Linked DNA regions of Cricetulus griseus: region 2 is linked to region 1. A link is a contact called in public Hi-C data. All regions are on one chromosome and are shown on one strand. The core of a region is the stretch at or near the end of the contact, and the rest is flanking DNA. Distances in the headings are between cores, read along the strand shown. Region 1 holds the start of Lrrc8d (volume-regulated anion channel subunit LRRC8D). Region 2 overlaps Lrrc8d (volume-regulated anion channel subunit LRRC8D).

Evidence for each region. Hi-C and Micro-C count contacts between places; a contact is called where the count stands out from the background.
Region 2: a Hi-C map of the CHO-K1 cell line shows a contact between it and region 1, with 2.0 times the contacts expected there. The contact joins the enhancer-like site here to the promoter of Lrrc8d in region 1. A contact is called at or near these places in 2 of 8 Hi-C or Micro-C datasets (both in the CHO-K1 cell line).

Annotation. Positions count from the first base shown.
Region 1 is chr7:569,651-573,913 of CriGri-PICRH-1.0, forward strand. It overlaps Lrrc8d (volume-regulated anion channel subunit LRRC8D), which reads left to right and starts at 2,287. Exons shown (of 3, transcript XM_035447858.1): 1 at 2,287-2,425.
Region 2 is chr7:614,211-618,473 of CriGri-PICRH-1.0, forward strand. The region is part of intron 2 of Lrrc8d (volume-regulated anion channel subunit LRRC8D); the gene reads left to right. Among named protein-coding and RNA genes, the nearest start is that of Lrrc8d, 44 kb to the left of the region's middle. Within about 2 kb of position 2,166, at least 2 of the 6 cell types and tissues checked have open chromatin away from gene starts, as enhancers often do. A contact at or near this core is called in the CHO-K1 cell line, where this site is marked.

The DNA.
Region 1 (4,263 bases), core at 1,037-3,536:
GCATCTGATAGACTTTGTACCTTGGCCTGTGAGTGACCATCAGAACCTCTTGAACTCTTGCTACCAAGTAACCCTGAAAAGGCTCATGGAGCCAGCACTGATCACAGGCGAGTGCACCATGTCTGTCCCCAGCTTGATTCATCAAGGTACTTGCAAAATCACATGGGTGAAAAGCCCAGCACACCCCCCAGTGAGGGAGCATCCTTTGGATCACAGATGGTCTGGCCTGACTTTTCCCCTAGAAGCTAGCGTGGAGAAGAAATGACCCAGATTTTATACTTAGCAAAAACCTATGTCCAGCTCTCTAGTGGACTACTCTGTAGTCGAGACATCAGGTCAGCCACTTAACTTATTGAACCTGTTTGCTCCTCTGGGAGTATGGGAACAACTTTTTTTTTTTTTTTTTTTTTTTTGGTTTTTCGAGACAGGGTTTCTCTATGGCTTTGGAGGCTGCCCTGGAATTAGCTCTTGTAGACCAGGCTGGTCTCGAACTCAGAGATCCACCTGCCTCTGCCTCCCTAGTGCTGGGATTAAAGGCATGCGCTACCTAAGCTACCAACGCCTGACAGGAGCAACGTTTTTACAGATCTGTTTGTAGATACTAAGACCTAGAGGGGAGTTAAGATGAAATCTGTTGAGCACTGAGTAGGGCTTCAATTTGCACCAGTTTCTACTGTCAAGAGTTTAGCTTTTATATAGAATAATCAGAGTTTATTGTCTCTGTGCTGTTTTGGGTTTGGAAACAGAACCGACTTACTGAAACCAGCAGGTGGATGCCACAACCATCTGCTAAGTGCCTGTTGCCTGAGACGTTGCAGGGGTAGGGCAGGCAGGTTGCAAACTCTGGCCAATTTCTGAGGCTGGCAAGCTCTTGACTCTGGTAGATTTTGAGCCACCTGTTTACTTTTTTACAAAATAAAAAAATACAGTCATTTATTTATATGCATGTGGGCACTTGTGTGCCATGGCACCATTTGGAGGTCAGAGGACAAATTATGGAAATTGGATCTCTCCTCCTTCTACCACTTGGGCTTGGTGGCAAGTGCCTTTATTGCTGAGTCACCTCCCGCTGCGCCCCTGCCCGCCCACACCCCCACCCCTCCACATACAACTTTGTTTACTACTCTGAAATTCCTTTAAGCCAGGGCCAGCCTGTAAGTGCATTTGCCACCAAGCCTGACCACCTGAGTTAGCGCCCCAGGATCCACGTGGTGGAAGCAGACAACTGACTCATCAAAGTTGTTCTCTGACCGCCACAGGTGCATTTGTGGTACTAATGCGCCGCCCACCTTAACCCCCACCCGACACCATAATTACATTAAAAGAAAAAAAACAAAGACTAGAAAAGGAAATAGGTCGGAATTTGACCAAAATGAACGTGACCTCAGAATTTAAGAACTTTTCTGTGATTCTTCTCTTTTTTTTTTTTTTTTTTTTTGGCTTTTCGAGACAGGGTTTCTCTGTGTATCTTTGGAACCTATCCTGGCACTCGCTCTGGAGACCAGGCTGGCCTCGAACTCACAAAGATCCGCCTGCCTCTGCTTCCCGAGTGCTGGGATTAAAGGAGTGCGCCACCAACGCCCGGCTTTTCTGTGATTCTTAATCACAAGGAAGAAAAGTTTAGGGTTACACCCCGGGAGGTGGAGGTGGGGGGAGGTTATCTGGTAAAAGGGCTGACAACCCCTTGATCTGAAGGGAGACCTAGCATCTTTCCAGGGTGCCTCCCACCCTCCACTCCCGGTTCGTGGCAGCTCCATCCACTACGGCAGCTGTGCACACGCTCCTCTCTTGAGTCAGCACGAGACAAGTAATTTCCCATCCTGAAGCTGCGAGTGGATCTGCTGGGTTGTAGCAGCTAACTTCCCAGATTTGCATACTCGCAGCCTCCTCTCCCTCGGCTAGGCTCGGGTCTCCCTTCCCGGAGGTGATTCTTCTCTCTGGAGGCGGAGGCAGGGTAGGGAGGTGAGGCAGGAGGGAAGCGAAGGCCACGTGCCTGCTGCCCACCCCGAGGCAGCCGGGAGCATGGAGTCCGCGGCGGGGAGGTGCGTCCTGCAGCTCGGACTGGAGCGGTGGACGGGAGCCGCGGCCGGCAGGGGGAGGCCGGGCCGGGAAAGCGAGCCGGGAGGTGCGGACCCCGGCGGCGGCGAGATCGCAAGCTGGATGGCCGGTTATGCGACCCGCTGCCCCTCGCTCGCTCGCCCGCCCGCCCGCTCTGCGGCTGCTCCGCGCCCCCCTCAGCCAACACACACACTCTCGCTCTATTTGAAACAGGAAGTGCACTGCTGACTGTAACGTGCTGCCGGCTCCCAGGATGGAGGAGTGAAGTCTCGCGTCGCAGCGGTTCCAGCCCCCGGAGCCCGCCCGCTCGCCCGTAGCCGGAGTCCTCGAGAGCGCCCTGAGGGAGCAGGGTGGCCACCTGGTCCAGGTGCGCTGGCCGGGGCGGGAAGGCGAGGGGTCGTCGCTCGATCGCTCGCTTGCAGGGACTTTCTCGATCTCCTGTCCCTGCCACTATGTCCTCCTCCAGGAGTCTCCACTACTTTGTCGCCACCGCCCAGGTGTATGGGACAGGGCAGGAAGGTTCTGGGCTGCGCGGTTTGGTGACTGCTGGATGCTCCCTTAGATTGGTTCTTTCCAGGCTGGGCTGGCCCCGGGGCTGCCTGGGACTGTCTGGGCCGCCTCCTGGAGTCAGTCCCCAGCTGCCCTCACTACCCTCTCCAGCTGCTGCCCCGAGCAGCTGCTCTTTGTTCCTCTCTCTCTGGCCTGAGGCTGTCTAAATACCGTTCTGGGAAGTTTGGGTGTTGGTGAAGTTGGTGTGAGAGGAATGTGGAGAAGGAAGGAGGAAGCTGATGAACTCTGGGTAAATAGTAAAAGAGGCTTAGGAGTAAGCTAGGCTGGGAAACTGAAGAGGAGGTGGGTTGCTTGTAGAGCCTAGCCATCAGGAATTGAGGGAATTGGTAGTACAAACACGCACCAGAAAAAGTAGGGACCACAAATGGACGACAGCAGTTCTGAGGTGTTTAGTCTGGTGTCTGGCTTGTTAACCTCTGCTGTGGTTTCACAGGGTGAAAACATGGTGCTTTATAAATATGAGCCAGACGGTTTTTTTATTTTTTTCTTTAATTTTATTGAATTCCAATTGTCACCAAACTGAAACAGAGATTGACTTTTCTCAAACTCACTAGGTGGATATAATTCCCTAACCATGCCTTGCTTGGTCTCAGATGTTAACAGGAGAATAAGATGTTGGGGAGCAGGTGGGTTTATTCTGTAGACTTAGCACCTTCAGTTCCGAAGATGCTCTTCTCTCTGCGGACTTAGGTTGACTTTTCCCACATTGGAAGAGACGGTGTGGTCTTATTTGACTGCTATTTATCCACGGGAGGTGGCTGTGATGAGGCAGGACACTAGGGTTCAGAAGAGCGTTTGATGGGATGGTTATTGTGACAAGTTTGTGAGCAGATGACTCAAGGGAAGTGAGACTCTGCGGGAAGGAGGGTCTTTTTCTGTGCATATGTCCTATTGAGCAACCAGGAGGCAAGATGGTGACTGAATTTAAATCTGTGACACTCAGTGGGGAGTGAGGCCCAGGGTCTCACCATGTAGGTTTGCTTGCCTTTGCCTTCCACATGCTATAATCAAAGTCTTGCAACTTGACACCCAGCCTGACTATATCATTCTAATAGGTATGTCATTGTAATCCTGAAGATGTTACAGCAAAATACATATTTTTTGTGTAAATAATTTTGCTTTAAAGAAAACTCTCAGATAGGCCAGTAAGTTTGTGCCCGGCTTCTTTTTCATATTAGCAATTTGGAGACAGTTTCAATGATTTCATTGAATCACTCACTGGTTTCAGTGATTCTTTAGAACATTCATCGATTAAGCATTTTATCATATTTATTTTGTGTGTGTATGTGTGTGGGCTTACCCGCAGCATAGCACAGTTGTAGGAGCCATTTTTCTCCTTCCACCATGTAGGTCCCAGGGATCAACTCAGGTTTAGGTGTGGTGTCAAGCACCTTTACCTGATGAGCCACTTAACCAGTCCTAGAACATTAATCTCTTTAAACATAGATACTTGCCAGGCAGTGGTGGTGCACACCTTTAATCCCAGCACTAGGGTGGCAGAGGTTTGCATATCTCTGTGAGTTCAAGGCCAGTCTGGTTTACAAGAGCTAGTTCCAGGACAGGCTCCTTAAATCCTGTCTGGGAAGACAAACAAACAAACAAAGTTTGTTTTGAACACCTTGAAAATGTTGGCAA
Region 2 (4,263 bases), core at 916-3,415, 44 kb after region 1:
TTTTGCTGTCACTGATATGCACTGTCTGGACTTCTCTGTTAACTTAAAAGACATAAATTCATTGTGCTGATGGTTTAGAGAGGGCCTGGAGGACCCAGCTCTTTAACTCTCCAGAACTTTCTCCTCCCTCAGTCCTCAAAAAGTCATTGTGTGTATCCCCTGGTTTCCTTTACATGGATTTTCTTTCTTTCAAGACAGAGTTTCTTCTTCTATGTGGCCTTGTCTGTCCTGGAACTCTCTCTGTAGACCAGGCTGGCCTTGAACTCAGAGATCTGCTTGCCTCTGCCTCCTGGGTGCTGGGACTAAAGCTGTGTGCCACCACTGCCTGGTTACATGGGTGTTCTTGAAGTGTAACCAGGTATTTCTTGGACATTTAGAGGAATTCTGTTTTACTTGGTCTTCACAGTGAAATCTGGTTTGTTGAGATTGCTTTGCCTGGGTGATGTAGATTTCCCCTCCTTAAAGACACATCAAGGTGAGAGGGAAAGGGGGACTAACAACACAACCCTGTCCTGTCACACCTGGGGCTGACACGTGGCATCCACAGCACTTGCTGGACTCCTGCACCAGCTGGTCTGACTATCTTAAGGCAGGAAGTGTCCCTCTCCCAGAGGTCCTGGTGGTCCTTCTCTCCATTATCTCCCGGTCTCAGGTCACTCTTGGCTTTCTTTGTCCTTCAAGTCTCAGAAGCCCAGAAGGAGGACTTGGTGGCTCTAGTAGGCTAGCGCATCCAGGAAAATTTTCCTTATACACTAAGTGCTCCTTAAGCCATTATGGTATCGATGAAGAGGATGCCTGCTGGCTTTCTTCAGCCTTCATCAAACAGACAAAAACAAAACAACACAACAACAAAAAACCAAAATGTAAGCATTTAGTAATAAGTGAGTAAACATGTTTTGTTTTTAAGCCTTTCCATCTAGTCCCAAAATGAATACATGGGGGTGGGTACACATCCTGTATGCCAGGACATAGAGTGTGAGATCAGAGGATAACTCCATCATGTGGCTTCGGGAGATCAAACTCAGGTTAGCAGGATTGACAGCAAGCCCCCTTACCCATGGAGCCAGCCTACATGCCCTTGTTTTGTTGTGTGTCTTGTGAACCTAATATGTAACCAAGGGTAACCCCGAACTTCTAATCCTCCTGTCTGGGTCTACCGAGTTTCGGGATTGCAGACGTGTGCCGCCATGCCTGGTGTACTTGGTAGATGTGTGCTACCTTGCCTGGTGTACTCCTGAAGAGCAGGGACCCAATCAAGGGCCTCGAATGAGCAAGCACATTCTATCAACAGCTCTGTCCTTAGTCCTTTTTGGCTTTTATTTTGAAACATGGTGCATTCACAACCCATAAAATGACACGTGTGCAACCTGCTTAATAAAAGGGAAATACATTTGAGATTGACCAGGTCAAATACAAATGAGCATACACGGCATAACTCTTATTGTAAAACAAAACTAGCCATTTATTCATAGCAAAAAGTGGGATAACCTTTCACTACTCCCTCAGACCTGTAATTCTAGACAAGTCAGGAAGAAAACATCAGACAGATACCAATGGAAGGTCATCCAACAAAATACCTGGCCAGTGCTCCTCAGAACTGTGGAGGTCATCAGACAAGAAAAACTGAGAAACTGTGGGAACAGATAGGAACCTCGGAAGAAAGCACTTGGAATGCAGTGTACCCTGCATGGGATCCTGGACAGAAAGTGCCCCTAGGAAATCTGCAGAGTGTGGATGTTAGTGTGTCATTGCTGTTGTCTTGGATGCATTTTGATGAATATACCACAATGATTTAAGACTTGATGATACTCACAGCTTTTCTATAAACCTAAAACTGTATTATATTTTCTTAAATGCTTAATCAAGAGGCTTCAGAGACTGGGTTCTGTGGCTCACGCACAAGGGAAACTGAGGAGGGGATGATGCATTTAAGGCCAGCTTTGTCACACACAAGGGAAACTGAGGCAGGCAGATGATTCATTTGAGGCCAGCCTTTTCTACATAGTGAGACCTTATCTCAGTCTCCTTGAACCCTTTTTTTCCTTCCTTCACCCCAAATGCTCCAAGGGCATCATCGTAGGAGGAGGTTGGCCACACCCTGGGAAGGCACCAGGCCTGGGGCCTCAGTGTCGCAAGGACTTGTATTGTCAAATGCATTCAACTCTATAGCTGAGTCACCAAGAACTGGATCAATTCCACCTTAGAGCCAAGCGTTCAACTCAGGACAGATCTCTTTCTTCTGTGAAGAGCTGAGGATTTGGTATCCATAGCCCCAGGCTCTGTATACTCATCTTTTCCTTACATCCTTTGGCCTGGAATCCCAGAAGCCATTCAGAGGTCTGAGTCAGCCTCCTCATCACCTGTATTTCTGTAAGAATCTCCAGTCCTGACTCAGGTGCATCCATTATTTCAATGTTTAGCTTTGAAATACTTTTAGACTTAAGGGAAAGTCTCACACACAATGCATGGAATTCTCAAATACCTTTTTACTAAGCTTCTCCTCAGGTTAATGTCATGTGTGTCCAACAATGGAGGAAGTGGAGAATAGCATTCGGACACACTGTTGACCAGTTGGGAGACCTTTCCCCTCAAATCCCATCAATTTTCCTGTCAGTCCTCATTCTGTGCCGATTACACATAGCTCTTAACCTCCCCCAATCCTAATAGTTGCTTGTACTCTCTGGAAGTGAAGCCTGCCGGCCAGCAAGTCCTTTTATACTCAGTTTGGCGTTCTGGTATTTTCCCGTGATTGGATTGAGGCCATGAATTTTTAGCTAGGAGACCACAGAAGTGACATTCTCTTCTCAGCCTCTCTTATTTTAAGGCACATAGAGAACTTTAGAGTTGATGCAGCTTGTCACTGGGGACCGGGTGCTGTCCCCCTCCCCCTCCCCCCCACAGTAAGCATGTGGTGGAATACTGTGAGTCTGTGCTGGTGTCTTGTTTTTCATCTTCCTTCTGGTGACTGATTTTTAGCATCCAGCCATGAGGCCTGCCTTCAGCAGTTACCTCAACAGTGCTTGCCTGATGGTGAATTTTGTATTTTCACCATTCCATTTTCATGTGTTAATTGGAATACTTGGCTAGGAAACAGCTGGTGGAAAATTTACTTGTTAATAGTCATAATAATAGTGACATCCATTATAATTGCCAAAGTACCCAACATTATTCTTGAGATGTGTCTGATGCTGAACTGAAATTCTGCTGTTCATCAAACCCTCTGCATCAGCTGTCCCTGGAGAGGCATTCTAGCTTGTCCACATGGATCGGAGAACCCTGTTCCTGGAACATGGTTTGTCCTTCTGGTTATTCTCCCTGGTCTTTGTTCTCACTCCTGCAGGGGAGCTTTGACCTTTGGTTTCTTAGCCTGCATCTCCCTGTAGGTGATGCCTGTTATCTAAGAAGTGTTGCAGACCTGTCAGTGAACAAAACAACTTGTTGTTTGGATCTTGACCACCCTGGTGTGTCATCTCCAGCCCCTTATTAGTCATGTGCTCCTGATGCCAAAAGCACTGGGTTCTTTCCCTAGTGCTGCTGCGGTTAAGCCAGGCCAACTGAACTCCAGCTCTCCTCCTCCTTACACACAGGCCAGCAGGGTATGATGGCCTACACCTTTAATCCTAGCACTTGGAAGGCAGAGTCAGGAAGACCTCTGCACTAGAGGCCCACCTGGTCTACGTGTAAGTCTCTCTATGTAGAGAGACTCGTTTGTTTTGTTTTTAAAGGTGAATTGCACACAGACTTAGGCACTGTCATAGATGCTAAGAATATACTATGAATGAAATAGAAAAGGTCAAAAACATTGCAATGGGGTGGAGACCAGTTGGGAAAGGTCTCTATGGGAAGATGACCGTTGAAGGAGACTGTGAGTAGACAAAAGAGGGCAGTGAGGGATCTGGGGTCAAAGTCCTGTAGACGGAACCATTACTGAGGTCGAAAGGCACGTGGGCTTTGCTCACTTAAAAAACCGATGGGCTTTCTGTGGCCTACAGTGTGACTATAACATCCAGGTACTTGATAGATACACAAAAAAACTGTCTAATTTTATGTTTCCAATTTGACCTAGTTTTCTCAGATAGCTAAGAAAGGAGAGCCAGAACTACAAGAAAGGAATTAGCACATTTTGCTAGGAACAAAGTATCACCTGCAAACAGAGTCAAAGAAGACACTAGAGATGCTACAGTCTCTCCCTGGAGTAGATTTAAGGAAGCTCTGTAGTAGAAAACCTGTCTGTGCTGTAACAGGTCAAGTGTTGTCATTGTA